Regions from separate parts of the Mus musculus genome. Here all the other regions are linked to region 1. A link is a contact called in public HiChIP or PLAC-seq, Micro-C and promoter capture Hi-C data. All regions are on one chromosome and are shown on one strand. The core of a region is the stretch at or near the end of the contact, and the rest is flanking DNA. Distances in the headings are between cores, read along the strand shown. Region 1 holds the start of Rfc4 (replication factor C (activator 1) 4). Region 2 holds the start of Dgkg (diacylglycerol kinase, gamma). Region 3 holds the start of Masp1 (mannan-binding lectin serine peptidase 1). Region 4 has its middle 25 kb from the start of Rtp1. Region 5 overlaps Tbccd1 (TBCC domain containing 1). Region 6 has its middle 27 kb from the start of Rtp1.

Evidence for each region. Promoter capture Hi-C pulls out the DNA fragments that hold promoters and counts their contacts. HiChIP or PLAC-seq counts read pairs in DNA pulled down with a chosen protein or histone mark. A called contact is a pair of places that touch in the nucleus more often than the background predicts.
Region 2: a contact with region 1 is called in a Micro-C map of embryonic stem cells, with 3 times the contacts expected there. The contact joins the promoter of Dgkg here to the promoter of Rfc4 in region 1. A contact is called at or near these places in 1 of 39 promoter capture datasets (hippocampal neurons), 1 of 484 Hi-C or Micro-C datasets (embryonic stem cells) and 1 of 115 datasets of contacts at active chromatin or transcription factors (microglia).
Region 3: a contact with region 1 is called in a CTCF HiChIP or PLAC-seq map of the NIH/3T3 cell line, with 7 read pairs. The contact joins the promoter of Masp1 here to the promoter of Rfc4 in region 1. A contact is called at or near these places in 3 of 39 promoter capture datasets (the 3T3-L1 cell line and neural stem cells), 1 of 15 datasets of contacts at CTCF or cohesin (the NIH/3T3 cell line) and 1 of 115 datasets of contacts at active chromatin or transcription factors (the SCID.adh cell line).
Region 4: a contact with region 1 is called in a promoter capture Hi-C map of the 3T3-L1 cell line, with 4 times the contacts expected there. The contact joins the enhancer-like site here to the promoter of Rfc4 in region 1. A contact is called at or near these places in 1 of 39 promoter capture datasets (the 3T3-L1 cell line) and 4 of 115 datasets of contacts at active chromatin or transcription factors (the SCID.adh cell line, T-cell acute lymphoblastic leukemia, craniofacial prominence and 1 more).
Region 5: a FOXA1 HiChIP or PLAC-seq map of pancreatic cancer cells shows a contact between it and region 1. The contact joins the enhancer-like site here to the promoter of Rfc4 in region 1. A contact is called at or near these places in 4 of 39 promoter capture datasets (embryonic stem cells, frontonasal cranial neural crest and neural stem cells), 1 of 15 datasets of contacts at CTCF or cohesin (the NIH/3T3 cell line), 6 of 115 datasets of contacts at active chromatin or transcription factors (the SCID.adh cell line, bone marrow-derived macrophages, embryonic stem cells and 1 more) and 3 of 9 other capture datasets (adipose tissue, liver and pancreatic islet).
Region 6: an H3K4me3 HiChIP or PLAC-seq map of pro-B cells shows a contact between it and region 1, with 4 times the contacts expected there. The contact joins the enhancer-like site here to the promoter of Rfc4 in region 1. A contact is called at or near these places in 6 of 39 promoter capture datasets (the C10 cell line, cranial neural crest, maxillary cranial neural crest and 3 more), 2 of 15 datasets of contacts at CTCF or cohesin (the NIH/3T3 cell line and large pre-B cells), 10 of 484 Hi-C or Micro-C datasets (the AtT-20 cell line, the G1E-ER4 cell line, Th2 cells and 5 more), 22 of 115 datasets of contacts at active chromatin or transcription factors (the 230-238 cell line, the SCID.adh cell line, T-cell acute lymphoblastic leukemia and 10 more) and 3 of 9 other capture datasets (adipose tissue, embryonic stem cells and liver).

The regions. Positions count from the first base shown.
Region 1 is chr16:23,126,086-23,129,703 of GRCm38.p6, reverse strand. It overlaps Rfc4 (replication factor C (activator 1) 4), which reads left to right and starts at 1,974. Exons shown (of 11, transcript NM_145480.1): 1 at 1,974-2,019; 2 at 2,163-2,304. The coding sequence starts at 2,174.
Region 2 is chr16:22,655,478-22,659,095 of GRCm38.p6, reverse strand. It overlaps Dgkg (diacylglycerol kinase, gamma), which reads left to right and starts at 1,865. Exons shown (of 25, transcript NM_138650.2): 1 at 1,865-2,147.
Region 3 is chr16:23,519,036-23,522,653 of GRCm38.p6, reverse strand. It overlaps Masp1 (mannan-binding lectin serine peptidase 1), which reads left to right and starts at 1,839. Exons shown (of 11, transcript NM_001359083.1): 1 at 1,839-2,108. The coding sequence starts at 2,104. It also overlaps a transcript of Rtp4 not described here.
Region 4 is chr16:23,452,671-23,456,288 of GRCm38.p6, reverse strand. It overlaps a transcript of Masp1 not described here. Among named protein-coding and RNA genes, the nearest start is that of Rtp1, 25 kb to the right of the region's middle. Within about 2 kb of position 1,723, at least 24 of the 459 cell types and tissues checked have an H3K27ac peak or open chromatin away from gene starts, as enhancers often do.
Region 5 is chr16:22,837,278-22,840,895 of GRCm38.p6, reverse strand. All of the region lies in intron 2 of Tbccd1 (TBCC domain containing 1), which reads left to right. Among named protein-coding and RNA genes, the nearest start is that of Tbccd1, 19 kb to the left of the region's middle. Within about 2 kb of position 1,540, at least 60 of the 459 cell types and tissues checked have an H3K27ac peak or open chromatin away from gene starts, as enhancers often do. A contact at or near this core is called in the NIH/3T3 cell line, bone marrow-derived macrophages and pancreatic cancer cells, where this site is marked.
Region 6 is chr16:23,400,023-23,403,640 of GRCm38.p6, reverse strand. No RefSeq gene overlaps it. Among named protein-coding and RNA genes, the nearest start is that of Rtp1, 27 kb to the left of the region's middle. Within about 2 kb of position 1,955, at least 31 of the 459 cell types and tissues checked have an H3K27ac peak or open chromatin away from gene starts, as enhancers often do. A contact at or near this core is called in the G1E-ER4 cell line, the SCID.adh cell line, pre-B cells and 1 more, where this site is marked.

The sequences.
Region 1 (3,618 bases), core at 725-3,224:
TAGTGTAGTGAAAAGCAATGCACTCTGTCTTGTGCTGGGTAATTTGTAATGAATGTATACTTACTTAAGGCTTGTTTTCTGGTTCTGGAACTCGCTCTGTAGACCAGGCTGTCCTCAGATCAACTGCCTCTACCTCAGCCTCCCAAATGCTGGATTTAAGGCACATGCCACCCCCACGCCCAGCTATGCTTAGTTTTGTTTTGTTCTGAAGACTTTTTTTTATGTATACGGGTACACCGTAGCTCATCTTCAAACTGCAGCTGTCTTTAGACACACCAGAAGAGGGCTTCAGATTCCATGACAGATGGTTGTGAGCCACCATGTGGTTTCTGGGAATTGAACTCAAGACCTCTGGAAAGAGGTCAGTGCTCTTAACCGCTGAGCCATCTCTTCAGCCCCTCTACTGGAATCCCAGTTCTTAAATCTGGCAAGTTTAAGCTTAAGCACCATCTGGTAGGATCTCTTGCAGAACCATCTCAAGGGGGAACGAAAACCGAAAAGAACAAAGTCTCTTGTTATAGCATTAACCCTGGAATTACTGAGGACAACACCGGGGATTGATTACATTGAGGTTTTCCATCTGAGGTTTGGAGGAAGCAGAAACATTATGTCCACTAACCACAGACCTTATAAATACATAGTCCCAGACACCAGAGATTCTGACCTTGTAGGTCTGTTTTGGGACTGAAAGTGTACTTCTGCCAAACCCTGCACAGGCTTCTGATGAAATGCAGCCTTTTAGAATTTTGGTTCTAGAAAATGAGCACAATTAGACAAATTCTACTTCTGGTGGAAACAATGACATTTCATCCACTGTAGGGCAAAGGTTAGTTGAACCCCCTGAGGGCTCAGGGGTTCTATCCAGGAAGGGTGACTATCTTTCACTCCTGTGGCTGGCAAGTTCAGCTCCCAGCAATGCAGTTACTGGAGCAGTCGTCGCTGTTGGACTCGTGTGACAACCACCTCTGCTACCAAAGCTACACTAGGAACTTATTATGCTAACATGAGGACATCTAAGGGCAGAGGCTGGCTAAGAACTGAAAGATTCATTTGGACTAGTAAATCCTTCACAGGACAAGCTGTCTGCTGACAGTTGGTATATACTACAAAGCTTTCAAATTCTTTCTTTTTCGCTTGGTCCACCCCCCCCCCCCCCCAAGATGCTGGAACGCAAACTCCAGTCCTCTGGGAAAGCAGCAAGTCCTTTTAACTGATGAGTTTATCTCCTGCCCGATCACGAGGTTTTTGAGTGGGTCTCGGGAATTACAAAATGCCCATAGAAGATGGTCCTCCCTCCCTACAATAAGCTGATTTTACTGACTGTAAGACATCTGTCCCGGGCTGTGTGTGTTTAAGTATTCCGCTTGCGTGCAAGTACGTGCAGCACACGTATTCAGGGTCTGCAGCCCTGAAGGGAACGTTGGACCCCTGAACTGGAGTTCCAGTTGTGAGCCACCAGATGGCTATCAAAACCCCAAGTATCAAACCGAAGTCCTCCACAAAAGCAGTGAATGCTCTTAAACCGCTGAGCCTTCTCTCTAGCTTCACTTCTAAAAAGCAGTTTGCTCTGTGTCCTTGAATATCGGGGGCAGGGCAGTAGTTCGCACAGTGTCCCCTTCCGGCGAAGGGTCAAGTGAGCACGTCTTGGCCCTGACCTCCGGGCTGACGGACGATGGCAGCAAACCCAAGAAGCCACTGGCTTAATGAAAGCCTCTCCCAGCGTGGGCCCGCCCTAGGCCCGGTCCTTCGAGCAAAGCTTTCTCCTTAGGTCGGCTCCTCCCCGACCGCGCTCTGCAGTGTCTGCTGGGCCGAGGTCTGGCCGCGGAGTCTACACAGGATCACCTCCGCGGAACGCCCCAGATGCACCCAGAAGCCGAGCTTAGCCACCGCTAGCCAAAAAGGGAGCGCGTCACTGGCACCCGCGCGCCGGAAGTGACGTTATTGCGTGGCGCGCTCCCGCCATGCCTTTCGCCGCCGTTCTGTGGCGGGAACCGCGGTGCCAGGGGGACGGTGACGACTGTAAGTGATGGGTCTGAGTGTTCTCAGCCTTTTACAGGCTGGCGGGGACCGGGATGTGACCTCCGCCTTCCCTCTAGGCACAAAGTTAGGGGTCCTTTCAAGGGGAGCTGCCCCATAATGGTTTCTTTTTGTCTTATACCCAGGAGAAGAAGCCATGCAGGCATTTCTGAAAGGCACATCTGTCAGTGCCAAAGCACAACTGACCAAGGACCGGGGGACACCTGCCACTGCAGGAAGCAGTGGAGAAACCAAGAAAGTCAAACCAGTTCCTTGGGTGGAAAAATAGTAAGAACTGCTTGTACTTTTGTTGAAATAACTAATAAGTGCTAGTGGGGTTTTTTTTTTAATGTAAGGGGGACTTTGCTATATTTAGATCACACCTTTGAGGGGTAGGGGGACGCGGTATCACCCAATAATAAGTCTTAGTCCTTGGAGTGATACAGTAGTTGAATTTAATTCTTTAGTTATATAGATGACCTAAGATGTTTATAAAGTGTACAGTTTTAGAGCCCTACAGAAACGAAGAAAGCAATGTTTCTGTGAGCTGGCTATAAACACTTCCACTGAAATCTGACTTTTATCCTTGTATGTATATGGTGAAATTTGTTGGGATCTTGTTGTTGATGTTAAGTACCACTACATTGTCATTTGCTAGATGATACTAGAACCGTCAGCTACGTGGAACCTCTTTGATCACTAAGGATCTTCAGGTTATTTACAAGTCAAACAAGGTCCTCGTGTGTGTTATTTTGCTGTTTCAATATTATTGAGAAGTTCAAATATGAGTACTTCATCTATATCACCCCTCTTCCTGCCCCCAACTCATCCCATAGCCGTCCCCGCAGCAAAGCAAGTGGTGGTCCCATTCAGATCATCGGGCTTTGAAAGCTCGCACTTACCTGTTGGGAATCTCGCTAACCTTAATCTAGGCAAGCACTCTACCACTGTTCTATACTCCGGCCCATAGATCTATAGTTTTCACATGTTTAAAATTTATCGTTGAGGAAGGAGGATGCATGCCATCACAAGCATGCTTCGACTCCCAGGTGGAGTAAGTTCTTAGCTGCCCTGTGTATTCCGTGTGTCAAACTTGGATCATCAGACTTGGCAGTAAGTGCCTTTGCCTGCTGAGCCATCTTACCACTCCAAAACTACCTACCTACCTACCTATCTATCTATCTATGTGTGTATATGTATGCATGTGTGTGTATGTATGTGTGTGTATATATATATATGTATATGTATATATATATATATATATATATATATATATATAATTTTTTTTTTAACAAGGAGGTGGGGAAGGGAGGACCTAGGGTTCAGCTTCTCCAGTCAGACGGCTCTGGCTCCAAGCTCTCACATTTGCTCACTTTTATGCTGCCTCTCCTTTGGAGAAGCCTTCATCACCACGTGCCTGTCATACATCCTTGGACGGTTTCACTGTTACCTGCCTCATCCTGGCAGACCTTTATAGCACACGCAATGATTCTTGCCCAGTACCAACCTGATTAATTACGCTGGTGTGGATCAGAGAATTTGGGGCCAATAAAAGGGCTCAGTGGGTAAAAACACTTGATGTAGAAACCTGACAACATGAGT
Region 2 (3,618 bases), core at 616-3,115, 470 kb after region 1:
TCAAGTTAGCCTTCTCTAGAATGAGTCCGGACTAGGGAGAGACAAATGGTTTTCTGTGACACATGTGCAACTGTGGTTGCCTCCTCAGGGATGCAATTCAGAAGAGAAGAACTGCATCTTCCACAGTCACTCAGCCCAGCACAGCAAAGACATATACAGTAAGATTACAGCTCAATGGAGATGGTGTATACAGTAAGCCTATGCCCAGTGAAGATGTATACAGTAGGCCCATGCTTGGTGAACATATATACATTAAGCCTATGCTCAAGGAAGATGTATACAGTAGGCCTGTGTTCTGTGAGTATGTGTACAGTAAGCCTGTGCTTGGGCCTGCCTTTTTAAAAGACAAGACACTAACATTTCTAAGCCCTTTCTGTCTTTCCATTCCTCTTTTCTCCCAGGTGAGGTCCATGACGGGAGTCAGTGCGAAGTGCCTGAAAAGATAGCAGGAACTTTAATAAATATTCTCGGAATGAGTAAGTCAGTACCTGACATGGAAACAAGAAGATGAAGGACAAACTCACACACGTGTTACAGAACACCCTCACACCAAGTGTGTCAGCCTGGCTGAGGGCAGCTCTGAGAAGCTACCCAGGGGCCCTGGATCAAAGAATGGATTGTGGATGAAGTGTGAGCACAGGGTATCATCCATCCATCCATTGGCTTTGCCCTTATCATCATGCGGAAGGAAGTGTAAGAGCTCTCAGGACTTCTGTTCTGTCTTGGTTCCATCACCCCCTGCTAGTGGCCAGGGATGAGTTAACCACTGGGTCTTTCAGTGCTTTTCAACAGTCACGTCTGCAGCTTCCTCCCCAGATGCCTAGACACACAGTCCCCTGCTCCTCTGCGTTCCGAAAAAAAAGCTTTTCTTGGCTGCAGTTCCACACAGGGACCTCCACTGCCCACTGGCAGAAGAGAATTCTTGGCTGTGGAAACGGGTGAACTCCACATATTTTACAGATGAGAGTAAACTCCTGGTGACTCTAAATGTGGTGTGAAACTGACAAAAGTCATTCTGTTGAAATAACATCGCCGCTGCTGCCACCCTACGCAGACACCCGCGTCATGGAAAGAAAAGGTCCCACAGGTCCCCGTGCCTCTGCCACTGCAGCCTCTTGGGCCTTATCCTCAATCCCACGTCATTTTCTCTAATTTTCTACTTTTCCTTTTTTTTTTCTAGTTCTCTTTTTTCTTGTGCATGTATATTTTGTTTGTTTTAGAAGTGTTTTATTTGTCCTGTAGGAAGACTACCCAATGTCATGCAAAGACAAAGGAGAAAAATCATAATCTTTAGTCCTGAGACCTTACCCATCCATCAGAGCCCCTTTCTGCTTAGCTAGATTGATCCCGACCATGTATGCCTGCAGAGGAGAAATAATCACCAATCTGCTGCCACTGGGTCAAGATTGTCAGAAATGTCCTTCTGGACGGGATCGATGACAATGGACATCAGAGACAGCGAGTTCCTAGAAAACAGAGAACTTGTTGATTTATTTTTATGTTAATATATTTTTCTTTGCTTTGGTTGGAATATTTAGGCAGCTCAGACCCCTAGGTTTCTAGGTTAAGGAACGTAAACAGCCAGAGGACATTGTATTTTTCAAGTAATGTCCTCTACCTTGATGTCAGCTGGTTTCTCACAGCCACCAACCAGCACTCTGACCAAAGCCCTGCCAGCCAGGAGTGCCCTGATCATGTACAGAGGTTCCCACCCAACGCATCCGTGGGTGTGCGAGTGTGCGCGCAGCACGTGTTTATGTGTGTGCACCAGTGTGTTTGTGGGGTGCGCGTGTGTCTGCGCGCGCGGGTGTGTGGCGGGGGCGGGCACTGCGCCCGGGGGGCAGGGCTCCGCAGCGAGAGTGGCAGCTGGACTTGCGATGCTGCGAGGGACAGGGTGCAGAGCCGCAGTGCCGTAGCGGGTAGCAGAGGCAGCCTTCCCTTCCAGCAGCGAAGGCGGAAGACCCCGGGGCGCCAACCCTGGTGGCTGCCTGATGTCTCCGCCCCAGAGAGGGCTGCACCGGGAGATCGCCCGGGCGCCCGCTTCGGTCCCCTTCTGTCTCTCGGTTCCTCTTTCCTCCCAAGTAAGGGAATAAGCGGCTAGGAGGGAGCGCCCCCGGCAAGCGCGCAACCAAGTGTTGCATGGTGAGGTAAGACCGCGACCGCGAACCAGGGATCACCAGTTTGGGGGGACCCGGCAGCAACTTGGAGAGCCAGGGCAAAGCAAGAGTGGGTCCCGCGATAGGGAAAGGAACTGCAGACGAGGCCCCTGCGCTCATCTTGACCGCGCCACCTGCCACAAACCCTGGCCAGAGGGGATGCGCCAGTGGACTGGGCAGGGTGGGGCCCCCTCCCTATGTGGTCGGTGCAGAAGCGAAGGTGTGCAGAGGACAAGCGGCCTTGCTTCGGGCAATTTGCTGAAGCAACTGGTCAAATGCCATCCTTTCTTACGTTGACTCCAGGGTATCCAGAGCGCGGCACAGGGAACCCGAGGGCTGCGGGGAGCAGAGAATGTCTTTCTGCTGTCTGGCCGCCAGAGCCTCTGACAGTCTCGCAGGGTTCTGAGACTTTGGGACACTCCAAGTTCAAAGCCTCTAGGGTGGTGGGTTTAGAGAGAAGCTGAAGAGAATACAGACACCTTGGCAAATAAAAGGGGTAGCGTCGTGGGAATCTAATATCGGCCTGTTTCTTTTGGGTCACAAGACCTGTCTGTGTTGGTATCTCTATAAGGGAACCTCCAGAATTACCTGTGGGGCTGTGAGGCCGTGGGACATACACGAGAACTCCTCAAGACCCCCGCACACATATCTCCTGATGTCTCTTTCTTCAGAACTAGTGAACTAGAATTTGAGGAGGGGGCTGTGGAGCTCGTAAAAGCCCTACAGGTGATTCAGGGGCTCTGCCTCCATCCCTGCTGTGGACAGGGAAGAAAAGCACCATATGCAAGCAGTCCCGTTGTGCAATTCTGGGTAGCTAGGTAGCGGAGAGACCCCTCCCTCAGTCGCCGGGGGTGGGAGGAGGAGGGCACCAGGAGGGTCTGCTGAGGGGCCAGATGACATGTGACTGAACCACAGTGGCGTTCAAGAGTGCTGGGTGGACCTGCGGACTCACTTGTCCCGGCTGCTAGATTATCTGTCCGTGCCTCATTAGCATACGATGGCCTCCCTGTGGGGAGCAGGACCTAGGAGAACTGTTTGTCAAGCTTTCGGTTCGGGGCCTTAGGGGACACATCATAGATCTAGAGATGTACAATGACCACCTCCAAACATCATGAGGGACAGTAGTCTGCCCTTCTGGTCTGGAAGGGGACATCGACTTTGTTATCTTGGTGCCTGGGATTCAGTGTTCATAAAACGCAGCTTCAGGATCCACTTGCTGGAGTACAGGGTATCCCCACAGTCAACAAAGGACTGAAGGAGTGACATTGGCTCACGGGGCAAACATCAGAAAACAAATGTGTGTGAGAACACACACACACACACACACACACACAGAGAGAGAGAGAGAGAGAGAGAGAGAGAGAGAGAGAGAGAGAGAGAGAGAGACTGTTTACAACTATAACCTTCTCAGTCTATGGGTGTCCCCTAACATGGGAAGATGTTTCTTGCTTAAAGGGTTGTA
Region 3 (3,618 bases), core at 590-3,089, 390 kb before region 1:
GCGTCTTGCCAAGTTCTTTCTCCTTTGGTTTGAAAACCCTTGTGTATTCCAAAAGAAATGCAGCCCATGTGTTTCTGATTCATTTACACTTAAATCATTAAAATGTTTTTTTGTGAGAGTTATTTGATGTCTAAAGAGCCTGACAGTCTGCTTAATGGAGATTTTACAGGGTTTTCTTTCTTGTCCTGCCTGAAACAGAGACCATTTCTCTCGGGCAATGCCTGAGTTCAAACCTCCCTCCTCATCACACACACTTACACTACATTATCAGCCAGAGCCTCATAATCATGCCAATCACACAAGGCTGGCACTCAGGAAAGCTAAACTGGAGAACTTGGAGGAAAGACAAGAAGGGGTTACAGTAAATGTCAAATCTTTGCTCCCCCCAAAATACGTCAAGGAGAGCTATCTCAGGGTGGAGAATGTGTTTGGCACCTTGATTCAGGTGGCAGGTGGCCTTCTGCATGACTGAAAAGCAGCTCATCCTCAAATTCTCACTTGTGCCTCGTTACAGTTTCCATTCAGCGAACAAAGAGATGGGATCTGAAACAGTGCTGTACGCAGCCAGGTTGGTCAGAAAACATAGATCACCGTTAAAGTCTGGATCAGCATCTAAAGCGCTTGAAATAGTTCAGGACTCGGTTTCTCTGTTAGTGGATGTATGTGGTTTGCAAACGCCACGTGCTCTGTGATACGTTACCGAGACGTGGTGTCATGGAACCCATGAGAGATGGACTTCTTCCTCCCTTCCTAAGTGTATGACCACTTCCTCTGGGCACTTTCTTTACTGGAGTTATAATGCTACCACAGGCCTGGACAAGGTTCTCGAAGGAACGAGTGGGGCCAGGGTTAGCGCCCAGTGGCTCTTCTAACAGCTGGCTTGAGGTGGCAATGGCTCCAGAAGTGGTAGTGGGATCCTGGATGCCTTGGCCAGTCCTATAATCTTGTTAAGACATCATTTTCCCACCTGGAAAAGATCCATCAGAGAGAACCCTCAGAAGTTTGTGGAAGTGATTTAGACAGCGTTTGTGCCTGGCGCTGAAATGATGCAGGTGAGCGGGCCCACCCACCTCACACGCCCTTCAGCGCAGGCTGCCACTTTTGTGTGTTGGGGTTATTACTGTGGAAGGGCCTCTGTCGGACTGAGATGTCGGACTGCAGAGATGATACTGTGGTGGAGTTACAGTAGGGGTTAGCTGTGGAGAGGGTTATATGTGGTGCTGTCTTTAGGAAGAGGGCTCTCTTATTACTCAGCTCAGCATAGATCTGCTGTACGTTTCTCTATGGGGCCTGAGGCACTGACAGCACACAGGCACAGTTCTTTCTAGATGCATGGGGCACCTGGCTCTCTGGCTTTGCTGAAGCCTTTTTCCCAACTGGGTAAATTAGATCTCTGCATGCTTGCAGTTAGACAGTGCCACGCAGCAGCCTTTCAAGTGGGGAGAGTAAGTAGCCAACTGCAGGAACTGGTGCTCCCTCACCAGCGGGGCCAGCCACGAGGTTTTCAGAAGGAAAAAAAAAAAAAAAAAAAACCTGTGGATGTCCACGAACAGGCTGAGGCTTGGAATCTGCCTTCTTTTTTATAATCTCCTAGAACTGCCTTTTTAGTTGGCTGTTTCTGTTTAATTGTTCTTTTGCTGGGGTCCTAAAGTAGAACAATTATAGCCATCAGGCAAGGGAGGCTGAAGAGAAATTACTCTCTCTCTCTCTCTCCTCTCTCTCTCTCTCTCTCTCTCTCTCTCTCACACACACACACACACACACCTCTAAGTCTCTCAGATTTTTTTCTCAAGGGCTGCAGTCCCTCCCTAGGAGGGGACTGGCTAACAGATCTTGCAAGGAAACAGTCTGTCAGGTCCCTCCGAGTGTACATAAGCTCAGACAGAGAGAGGAGAGAGGGAAAGCCAGAGGGAGAGGGGGAGAGGGGATCTGTTGCAGGCAGGAGAAGGCGTGACCTGAATGGAGAATGCCAGCCAATTCCAGAGACACACAGGGACCTCAGAACAAAGATAAGGCATCGCTGACACCACACCGGGGACTGGGACGAGCTCACAGACAAGTCTGGCAGAAGGAACCAAAGCCAGGAGCTCACAGAGCAGGAAAATGAGGTGAGTGCCTGGTCAGGGGACCGAGTGGAGAGCAGCCCGCTGGGTCTGACCTTGTCTCTAGGCAGACTCACCTGCTTATCCTCTGGGCGGCTGGGGATGGGGGAGTCTCATCAATCCTGGGGGCCCTGTCCCTGGGGCACCTTCCCAGGGACTCCGGAGAGTCGCAACTTGAAACCAGATAGTTTGTGCAAAGCCTGCTCCTGGCGAGGCTGAGGCTCAGATTTCTCTCTCTGCCAGCACAGGGTGCTGCCTACTGGCCAATGCGATCCTCCTCCTCCTCCTGCCCACAAGGCTGATTCTTCTTTTTGCTGCTCGGCAAAGAGCACTGATTTCTTTCTCCCAACACTTTGAGAGTTAGATAATGTGTTTGTGTGTTTATATTTTTTTTTTCTGACCGGAAAAGACAACAGTTCCCCCCACAGCCTCACTTGTGGTTTCTTGAGCCTTCAGAAGTTTGCCAGTTAAACCTCAATTTAGAAAACTAGAAACCTGTCCCCATTTTACAGTTCCCTATAAATTCTGCATTTCTCACTGAAATCAGAGGCAGCTGGTGACATGAATCAGGCTAGGAAATGCACCAAATGGCTCTTAAAGAGACACCACAGTTTTTTTAAGGAGCATGTGGGATTCAGAAACCTACCACTTTAAATTCTAATGGGCTTGAAGCTCTTCAACCTTCCCTGTTTCTTGTGTCCCTTCATGTTCCTCACCAGGCATTTCTTATAAGCTTTACCAGAGTCTGAAACCCCAACTATCCTAATTATTGTTATCACTTGTAAGTGTCAAAAAGAGCAAGGAAACACACTCTGGAGATGTGTTAAGTCCCTACACACCTATTTTCCATTCGCTTTCCTTTAAATCAGGAAAGTTTCTATTTGTTTCTTTTCTTCAGTCACCTGGTAACTTGCTCAGTCCAGGGCCAATAAAGAGTGAGCTTCCATCTGTGTAACTTTGGATTGCATTGACCTATGCCTAGGAGGAAGAGCTGTCTCTAAAAGTTCATTCCGTCATTCTGATCTTGTAAAGTTGTCCTTTGGTTTTGTTCATTTTTCCCTTCTTCTGAAACAATGGCTTTTCTTCCTTTGTACTGTGGAATGATATTCTGCCTTACCTGTGCCTCAGCCATCCCAAAAGCTCACCGTTGTATATGCTTAACCCTCAATTTAGGACAACCCTCCCAGGTATTTCGCTCAACATTGTGTCCTCGTTTCTGATCTCCATCCCTCAGACATGGCATCTCTTCCTTTGTTCTCATCTGTGGCCATATTTCTTGTCATCTCTGGCGTGGCTACTGATTTAAATGTCCACTTCCCACTTCCGAGGGATGTAACCAATGTCTTCATCTTTGTAGGTCTTCATGGTCATGTGACCAGCACCTAACATCATGTTCCTTTCTAGTAGAAATTCAGTAACTATGACAGAGTCGAATTCAATTACTGAATATCAAAAAGAAGTTCTAGGAAAGTGTCCTGCTGGCTGTCTCTCAGGGGTCTGGACTCACAGGCACACA
Region 4 (3,618 bases), core at 474-2,973, 330 kb before region 1:
CAGGGAGGCTCTCTTCTGGACATAACTGAGCAACTGCGCACATGTGATACTACGCATAAGACCTTTGCAAGCCCAAGCCAGACAAAATCCCATCATGGGGAAGGGAGATAGGCACAAAGTCTCACCCTAACTGAAGAGATATTGGCAATTGAGAGCTTTTGTGAAAAGGTGAGTCAGTTTAATTTAAAGGTGCCGCCTCTGGAGGGCTAACCACACTCCAGTGAAAGGCCGCATGCCCAATAGTAACACAGGCTAAACAGATTAGATCTGTAGGGTTTAAGAAAGGAAGGAAGGGAAGGAAGAAAGAAAAAGGAAGGCGAAGGAAAGGAAAGGAAAAAGATAAAATAAAATAAAATAAAATAAAATAAAATAAAATAAAGGAGAAAAGTCACAAAGTTGAGTGAGCAGGGAAGGAGTGGATAGATCTGGGAGAAAGAGATGGGAGAGAGATGATGAATATGATCAAAATACATTATAAAAATATAAAATGAACTAATAAAATGCAAAAAAGAAAGTGAGAAAGGAAGAAAGAGAGAAAAAAGAAAGAAAGGAGGGGAGGAAAGAAGGGAAGGAGGGAAGGAGAAAGGAAGGAAGGAAGGGAGGAAGGAGGGAGGAAGGAAGGAGGGAGGGAGGGAGGAAGAGAGGGAGGGAAGGAGAAAGGAAGGAAAAGAAGGAAGGAAAGGAAGGAAGGAAGGAAGGAAGGAAGGAAGGAAGGAAGGAAAAGAGAAAAGCTGAGGCACATCATGTCTTAGGAGCAGGTGTGGAAGCACAGTTAATGGTCTCAGAACTTAAATGTAGCCATGTTTTCTGCATCCAAGCCTCCTTATTAAATAAGAATACAATGACTTCTCTACCCTTAGCCCGGATTCACATTGTCCCCACATCTGAGATTTCATAAACTTATAGGATGTCATGGCTAGTTTTAGGGATTACCAAGTCCTACCTCTTTGTTTCACAGATATGGAGTCTGAGGCTTAAATTGATGCAAGGGGAGAAAATGTTGCCTGACCTGTTGCTCTCTATGCTGGGCTCCTTGCTTATTCATAGCCTCTGCCCAGGCACCTCCTTCCTACACCCTAACAATACTGTAGACATGGGGAACAGGATGTGTGAGATTACAGCTCTCACACAGCCTCAGCGCCTTGCCAGCTGCCAGGAGGTTGAGGTAGATCAACCAAGAAACCAGGTAACCCATCACAGAAGCAATGCCCTCCACCTCAGCAGCACTCCCACCCTCTCCCTCCGAGGGAGCCATTTCAGCCCTTTCTCCTCCAGCAGAGGATGATGCCCTTGGCAGGGCAATCTTCAGCACCCTCACCTCAGCCTCTCTCACTCTCTCCTCATACTGTGTCCAACAGGAACCATGGTCATCGTCAGTGGCTGGGGGAAGCAGTTCTTACAGAGGTTTCCAGAGAACCTGATGGAGGTGAGGTATAATTTATATCCTGCAAGCAATCATTTCCTGGCCACGCGTTGGGCCTCCTGCTGTATACTGCCTGCTCTAGGATTTAGAGGCCGGGAGGAAGGAAATGATAAAAGATGGGGGCCAAACTCAACTTGAAAATTTAATGGGACTCAAAGTCACAGAAAGTTTGATATGTTTGTTTAACTGGTCATGGGCTCCAGCCTCAAAATACCACTCTATGTGTCTGGCATAGAGTAAAAACCTCAGAATACAGAAACTCTCCCAGAACACAGCGAGTGCGGGTACCCAGCAGGCTCGTGATTCATCTGCACACCACGAAGACTGCATACCAAATTAGCAAGAACAGGCCAGGCTCCAAGAAGCACAGTCCCTGCAGAAGTGAACTTGACCACTGCATTTGAAAGCCACCCTCCTATGATTTCAGAAATGAATCCTGAACTTGACCTAAGGAGCCATGGCTCCAAGTCTGGGGCCCGAGCAACATCCTCAGTCCCTGAGTCATTGTACACTTCTAGGTGAAGGGGACTAGAGATAGCATCAAACTTCCTAAATTTCTTCTAAAAACTGCCTGGCTCTTACTTTCCTGGGTTCTATTATGGGCCTGTGTTCTAAACTCTTCACCATATTTAAATCCTTGTACATATGTTATCTCATCACAGTTTAAAATTTTGACTGTGTAGCAATCATCCATTGTTTCACCCGTGAGCTTCCAAGTGGTTACATGCTGTCTCCTGTGAACTAGCTACAAGATTTGCCAGGGAAAAGGGGGCAAAAGGTTCAAGATGGCCTCCCAAAGGATGAATAGTAGTTAGTCAGTGACGCCAGCACATGCTGACAGCATGTCCTCATGACATGCCTTCCTGTCCCCACTTTCCTAGGAGGGCCATCCCAAGGAGAATCTTCATGTTCCTGTTGGAGACAGTGTTATGTTATATGTTATATGTTATATGTTATATGTTAGATGTTAGATGTTAGATGTTAGATGTTAGATGTTAGATGTTAGATGTACCCTTGTAACAAGAACCAACAGAGGGTGTGTGCTAAGGGGAAATGTTCCATTCAGTTCTTATAGTGAGGGAAAGTAATAAATGAGAATTGGCTACAGAGCCAGTGTGGTAGGCTGTCTCAGGACCTAGCATTTAGGCAATGGACAGATGAAACATCTGTAAAAGATATTTGTTACTCTTGCAGAGAACCCAGGTTCAATTCCCAATACCCAATACCTACCTGTTGCCTCACAGCTGTCTGTAAGTGCAGTTCCAGAGAATCTAATGTCCTCTTCTGTCCTCCACAGGTACCCATTATGCATGTGGCACACAAACATACATGCAGGCAAAACCACATAGTGTAAAAAAATAACATTCTTACTTTTCAAAGATACCTAGTATACAGAACTTAGCATCTTGATCATCCATTTCCATTGAGAAACTGTTTATGATTAGTTTGTCAAAGAACTGTGAATTCCATCTTTAAGATAAGGTATGGGAGTCTCAGTGCTCTAAGAAAGATCTCTCTTTCTTAAAGTCACATGCACCAGCTTCCAGAGCAGAGATGAAGGAGGCATATACAAACCGACACGGTGTTTCTATATGCTGTCATATTTAAAGCTGGTATATCCTAGGCAAGTATTGTCTCCATATTACAGACAAAATAAGTGAATCTCACTCTGGCAAAGCTGCTTTACCAGGGTCTGTACCTACAGCAAGTCTGTAGCTGAGGCTGTAGCAGAAAATGAGTCTCCAGTTCTCCATTCAGCCATGCCTTTCCATGTACCACGCGGCAATTCCTGAAGCCACATGTAAGGCCTCTGGCAGCCCGCTCAGAGCTGTCAGAGCAGCAAGGGCTCCTAAGCGAGGTGTGAGAACCAACCACAGCTTTGTGTTTCAGATTGAAATCCCAATTGTAAACTCTGACACCTGCCAGGAGGCCTATACCCCATTGAAGAAGAAAGTGACCAAGGACATGATCTGTGCCGGAGAAAAGGAAGGTAAGAGAAGAACCCAACAGCTATACACACACTGTGAACCTGGGGTGGACACAGACAGCGGAGATGGGAATGGGAGAACAGAGGGAGAGGGGAGAGAAGAGGTGGGGGAATATAGAACTTTTGCCATCCCTTCCTGAACCAGCCCTTTCTGACATCATCTTGCCTGACCTATAGAGCACAGCTTTGGATCCAATGGTCTGCTGCA
Region 5 (3,618 bases), core at 291-2,790, 290 kb after region 1:
TGGAATCATAGTCTGTGAATAGTCCCTAGATCTTAACTTATTAAAATGCTAGTCACTCACTCATTGGAGGTCCAAGGCAAACTCTTTAGTTATGAGGCCCTACAAATAAAGTTTTCTATTCATAGTATGTAGTGGAATAGGCTGTGCTGTTGGTAAACATTGCTATACCAAAGGGAATAGCTAAACAGAAAGCAGTAACTGGCCCAGAGCACATCCAGACACTATCAGAGCAGACACAAGTTGTTAAAACTCTGACTTCCCTTAAAACCACCAGAAGCTCTTCCTCTATGACTCTGCTAGGCTCAGCTCATACTCCAGCTCTCAGCTTAGAGTCTCATGACTGCAGCTTTCCCAGACTGACACTGTAGACTGGTAGTTCCCAGTTCCAGAGTCCTGGCGGATGTCCCATTATTTCTGTTCAGGGTCTGTTGGCAGTGGATAGTGGATAACAGGACCCCTTCTGTTTTATTCTCAAATCTGTGTGGAAACTGCTGTGTCTCCCTAGCCCTAATGTTACACGTGCCTCCAGCATACATTACACTAAATGCTGGTGATTACTCATCTGGATCAGTTCATCAGCTGTACCTGGGCCTGCTTGACATAGCTAAGGTGGCTAAAGTGTGTTCTTCTGGAAAGCAGGGAGCAGTGTGTGAGAGCTTACAGAGAGTGCTCGGAGCCTGTTCCCGAGACAGACAGTTCTGTCTGAAGGCCCTGAGCCTGTGGTGGAGAGGTAGCTCTGCAGACCTCTGAGGTGCCCTCCAAGTCCCTTTCCTCTTGTCCCCGTGCTTCTGGCCTCACTTTATCCATGCTGATCCCTCCTGGATGCACCTCTCCGTGGCACTTCTTTGCTCCTTTCCTGGAGGAGCTGTAAATCTTTCAAATCCTTTTGCGTTGTTTCCTTTTACATTGAGAAATTCTATTTTTAGATGGTGCTTCTAAAGCCTTCTTTCTGCAGTTCAGATGTAACCCAGGGGCAGCTTGGCAGCTTTGCTGTTTCAGTACTTTCTCTGCCAAGCACCCCAGTTTGTCACTTTTGAATTCTGCCTTCTATAAATCTCTAGGTGGGTATGGGCACAACCCTCTTGCAAGAGCTAACTCAAAGAATCCTGGAAGAACTGCATCTCTTCTGAAGGCAGTACTCAGCAAGACCTAGAGACCTCCCACTAGGGCCCACAGACCTCTCACAGATCCACTGTCTCCTCACATTGCCACGCTGGGCATCCAACTTCAACTCATGACTCACTCACCCAAACCACAGAGACCAGCACCTCTGCCATCATCGACTCCATAGCTAGTAGGAATGACTGGTATGCAAAAAGGTCAGAATACAAGTTCAGAAAAGGGCTTGAGGGTTTTTCATTCTTATGATAGAAATGACTTCACAGAGTATATTAATTATTTATAGTACATTAATTATAGCAACAGCGGCTTAGGCTGATAACTGTTTATTATTTGATCAACAGTCCTACACAGCTGCACTTGATAGGATGAATCTCTGGGCTCTTGTGTGAGCAGTGACTCAAGAAACCACATTTCTGTATTTTGGAGCTACTTAGTGTTAAATGGCTTTGCTGGGTGGGGGAAGGAAACATTGAAATGTAGAGGCTACATAATGTAACAACAGTTTATTGTTCATTTTACACAGAGGCTACACTTGAGCCATAGCTCTCCTCCAGGGTGTGCTTGACAAAGTCTACATCTTCTCCTGTGGGAAGAAATAGCTTCTTTGTAGATCATGCCTATTCTTGTCACAGCTGGGAAGAGCTGCAGATTGGAGGGAACCGGTGTCTTCTCCTCCCATGATGAGCTTGAGAGCAGGTCTTTACGCCGAAGCCATCACCATGGTAACGGCCACAGGTCCATCTGTCACCTTCCTAAATTTCTCCAGCATGCATTATTATTTTACTTGTGTATATATTAAGAGCACATGCATTCTAACTTTTTAGAAAACTTTATATTGCAGTATTGTTAGCTAGAGGCGTGGTACCCACCTCTGTAGTACAGACCCACAGAACTAAATTACCTTGTACGACTGAGGCTTTGTAAGCTTTGACATTGCCTGTTTTCCCTGCCTTCCAGCATTTGATGGTCACTGTTCCCTGTGCTTTTGTGCACTTACTGTGGTTGGACCATAGTTGGAACATGGTCTCCCACGATATCCCGTGTTGGGTTTTAATGCTCATCATGACAGATTGAGAGGACACAGGCTTAGTCTGAGCAAGGTCTCATGGCACAGGTGTAATCCGAGCTGCCAAACAGGCAGGAGGATCATAGGCTCAGGGCAACTGTGCTACAGAGGGAGTTTACGTCCAGCCTAAACAACTTGGCCTCAAAATAATACATAAATAAATAAATAAAATGCATGTATATTATCTATAAAAGATCCTAGTGACTCCACCAAACACTTTCAGAAAAGAAGCAGAATACAAGAAAAAAACATTCAAAAATCAGTAGTTTTTCTATTTTCTAAGATTGAACTTGCTGAGAAAGAAAGAAGAAAGCAATCAGCCAGCCTTGGAGTAAGCATAATCAAGGAGGTGAAAGGCCTCTACACTTTAACACTGAAAGAGGGGATTGAAGAAGACACAGAAAAGAAAAATGGCACCAACCCTCACAGATCAACAGAAGTAATATATATATGTAAATAAAATGGCAATATTACCAAAAGTGATCTACAGGCTTCACACAATTCAAAGTTTTGATGAAATTCTTTGCAATATGAGGGAAAATTATCTTAGAATTCATATAGAGGCACAAATGACCCTGAATAGCCAAAGCAGCTCTATGGAGAAAGAGCAAGGCTGGAGATACCACAATACCTGATCTTAAGTTGTAGTATGGAACCATAGTAACAAAAACAAGCATGTAGACTTACAGACTAGAGGACCCAGAGAAAAACGCAAGCACAGCTACAGCCATCTCATCTTTAACAGACACATGAAAAACACATTGGAGAGGTACTGTCATCTTCAGTAAGTGGTGCTGGGAAAAGTGGATATCCATAAACCAGACCCTCTGCCCTTGGAACAAAACTAACCAAAAATGTACCAGAGACCTGAAACTCTAAAACTGTTAAAGGAGAAAGCATATGATGCAGACGTAGCCAGGATTTGCTGGAGAGGACTCTGGGAGCCTGACAGGGCATAAGCTAAGAGTTGCTAATGGGGGCTGTGTGAGATTTCAAACTGCACAGTGAAAGGAGATTTCAGAGGAGTGAGCAGACATCTCAGAATGAGAAAAATGCAGACCATGCATCTAATGGATTGATATCTAGTATCTAGATAGCAATCTAGATTCTTGAGAGCCATGTGTATGGATATACTGCGTAGCAGTCAAAATATAGAGTCAGCTTAGTTTTCCACAGCAGAATAAAGAAAATGTGTATATGTTTAATGGAACTGTAAAAGAAAAATGGAATGAGATAGATCTTACTATTGTATATGATTTATGTGTATGATGATGTCATAACAAAGCCCATTGTTTCATGTAATGAATATGTGCTAACAAAATTTTTTAAAAATAACACTCCAGAATGTAAATCTAACTACAGTGTTTAGAGGTACTTACCGTTGGAAAGTGATTAGGATTAGGTCAGGTCATTAGAGTAGATGTAATGCT
Region 6 (3,618 bases), core at 706-3,205, 270 kb before region 1:
CCTACTGCTGCATCTTGTGCCAAATTCCTTCTGATAAGATGATAGAAACCAGAATGAGGTGGAACTGAGCCTCCTCCTGTAAACAAAAGCTATCTCACAGGAGCGTTCCTTCCAGTTGAGTCATGTGACCTCCTAACCTTCTAGATGTAATTTGAACAAGCAGGCATCCTGAAATTCTAGCTGCCTGGGGGCCAGTTGATTTAGAAAGAAATCAACCATTCAGAAGGTTATAACCACCGCAGGCCACAAGGGGGCAGCAGTTTCTGCTCTTACTTCAGGAACTTGGACAACCATAATTAGGAGTTGGGCAGAAAGTATAAATTACAGTGCATTTTAGTGAAAATAAGAACTATAGCTGCAAGCAGCAGCATGGAAGACCCTCACAACATGCTGCCAGATATAACACACACACGCACACACACACACACACACACACACACACACACACACATTATAAATATACCACCCTATTCAAACAAAGGACTCAAAGAATTAAAATTTCCCCCAGGAATGCCATCCATGCTGGGTGGGGCGGGTGGTGGTGGCGGACAACAGCCTGGCAGGGGAAGGATTCATAATCAGAAGGCGTTCACACTGTTCTTTAATAAACATGTGTGCATTTCCTGGTGTCTGTCTGTCTTTTCTGTCTCTCTCACACTCACATCTTTTACATCAAACTGTAACACTGCTGCTAAAATAAGGGAAATTGGGGCCCCCTTTAGTGGGTCTTGGTCTCTTTGATAAAAAGAATTTTAAAAACAGTCAGATTGAGACACGCTGACTCCGTGGCAGGCTTCAAGCTGGCTTCAAACAGGAGACTAGGCCTAAATTTCTGTTTCCAAGACCCGGGCAAGTCCAGACCTCAGAAGCTACCCTGCCGTTGGCCCTGAGGTAAGGACACGGTCAGCATCACTTTCCAGATGTCCTCGGGAACAGTTTTCAGACTTCCCCAGCAATGGTTCTGGAATGTCCCCAGAGATAGAGCCAAGAGATAGAGGTTACCTACCTACACCTCCCCGGGACTCCCTGATGTACTTTAAATTGGGCCTGCAAACTCACATGGGCATCCCCACATTGGAACAGGAGACTCCAGCATTCTGGACTTCTGCAGAATAAAACACTCTTTGCTTTTATATACTATTTGAGTCCTGGGTATCATTCTTTGGTGAATCATGGACCTTTATGAGATAAAAATGTCAGGACAATTTTATTAGAATTTAGAAGGAAAATCATAAGGTAGCAAGTTGGAAATCTTGCCCAGAGGAGAATGGAGAAGGGCACAGCCATGCTGTTTGAATTAAACAGATATGGAGCTCAGACACAGGGAGGGCAAGCGACCACCTGGCAGGAAGCAAAGCATTAGAAAAGTAAAGCCCAGACCATTAGGAAAAGCATGCTTAGAGAGGGGGCAGGAAGAAGAAAAGCAAAGTCACGCTTGTGTGAGTAACTCAGACTTATAGAGCTGTATGGCTGCACTGTGAAGGAGACCGTGCTGGGGTGGGGTGGGGGTGGGGGGTGTCTGGGAAGAAAACATGCCTTGCCTCAGTAAAGGGATAATTATTGGCTTAGGGTGGGCCAATTCTTCCTGAGGGATAGATCCTTGGCCAGGTGACCAACCTGCCCCTGAATTAACTCTTAGTGGGGGAGACAGTGCAGGAAGTGGAGGGAACAAAGAATCCTGGCGCTTTCTCCCACTCTCACTCACTCTCATTTGGCAAACCTACAAACACCTCCACCTCCCTTCCTCCTTGATTTCCCAGCAGCCACAATCTGTAATGGCTTGCTTCCTTGTGAGACTAGGAGAAGGAAAGAAGAGGTTAAGGAAATAAGAAGAACGCCTGTGGGCGTTGGTATTTGAGGAGGACAGTGAAGACCTTGTAGAGTGAAGACCTTGTCAACGTGACTGATTCATTACTGGGGGAAGGTGGTATTGTAGATAAGGGAAAGAACAGCCAGCGGCATCTGGGGGAGTCAGTAATGGCTGCCTTTCTGGGACAGAGAGAGTAGCACAGAGAGCAGGAAGGGGGAGCAGCAGCCTGGTTATTGCCAGGGCTGCAGGAGTAGGGAAGAGCATGAAGATAGTGGGAGACTCTTGCTGGTTACTATGTGTTATGTGGAAGAGGAAGAAGGGGAGGAGGGGGAAGGGGAGGAGGAGGAGGAGGAGGAGGAGGAGGAGGAGGAGGAGGAGGAGGAGGAGGAGGAGGGGGAGGGCAGTTATCTGGAACAGCTGGAATCTAGCACAGGGCTCTGATCTGTTGGTGGCTTGTTTGAGTAAATAGAGGACTAGATGCTGGCTCTGGATTTTGGGGGACCGAGGGGGACTGTAGTAGCAGAGGAAAAAGTATTAGCTAACAGAAACTCACTTTACAAGGTTTCTGAAGAATGCTAAGTGCTTACTGGGTCGGAATTCAGCCTGAGCTGAGCCCAAATTGTCTTTTTGGAGGTTGGGGCTTGACAGCACACACTTATAATCACAGCACATAGGAGGCAAAGACAGAGGATTAAGAGCACAAGGCCAGCCTTGACAATGTACTAAGTTCAAGGCCAACCTGGTTTCTGTCAGGCTGTTAGGAGGCATGGAAGACCACTCGGGCACAGGTTCAAGACAACAGAATTAGCCAACCACCGACTATACTGGGTGTTTGGGACCCAAGTACAGACCTGAACTTTTCTCAGGGTGAGCTTTTAAGCACAAAAGCCATAAACTGGGCTGACACACCTCAGTCAACAAGAACAGCTAGCCAGAAGCAGAACTACAGATGCCGAAAAACAAGGTTAGTACATCTAGAGACATTTCCAGAACTATGGACATTGATGGATTAGGTCTTTGTTTTTGTTTTGGTGGATGTTGCTACCTACAGGCTGCGTTCCAAAGCCTGAATGATGCTTCCATCATGGCGTCAGTTGGGTTAAGGCATACAAAGTTCTAGGGCCTTTACATTCCCAACTTGGAGGCATTAGTCAAACCATGGACTCATCTGGGGTCAGAGGTTATATCAACTCCTTAGCACTAGTAGTTTAACTGAATTTATTTTCTATTTTACATAGCCGTGGTGGTTTGAAAGAAAACAGCTTCCTATAGGCTCACGGAGAACTGTGCTAATAGGAGGTGTGGCCTTGCTGGAGTGGGTGTGGCCATGTTGGAAGAAGTGCATCACTAAGGGCTGGACTTTGAGGTCTCAGAAGCTCAAGCCTGCCTGGTGGCTTACCACTCACTTCCTTTTGCCTATTGGTCCAGATGCAGAGCTCTCCACTCCTTCTCTAGCATCTTATCTGTCTATGCACAACCACGGTGAAAATGGGCTAAACCTCTGAATATGTAAGCCAGCCCCAAGTAAATGTTTTTCTTTATAAGAGTTGCTGTGGCCATGACATCTCTTCACAGCAATAGAACCTAACTAAGGCAGTAGCTAAGTAGGCAGTTGAGCAAGCAGCATCCTACAGAGCTAGGAACAGAAGGATGAACTCGGCTGGGTGTGATGGGAAATTTGCTGCTGTGGGGGTGTTGAGAAACACAGGTTATTGGCTCTTTCCATGTTGGCTTCAGGCTTGGATCAGGACTCTCTTTACCCATGCAAGGTCACCCAGCTCAGACAGACAAAAGTGCAGCCTCTCACA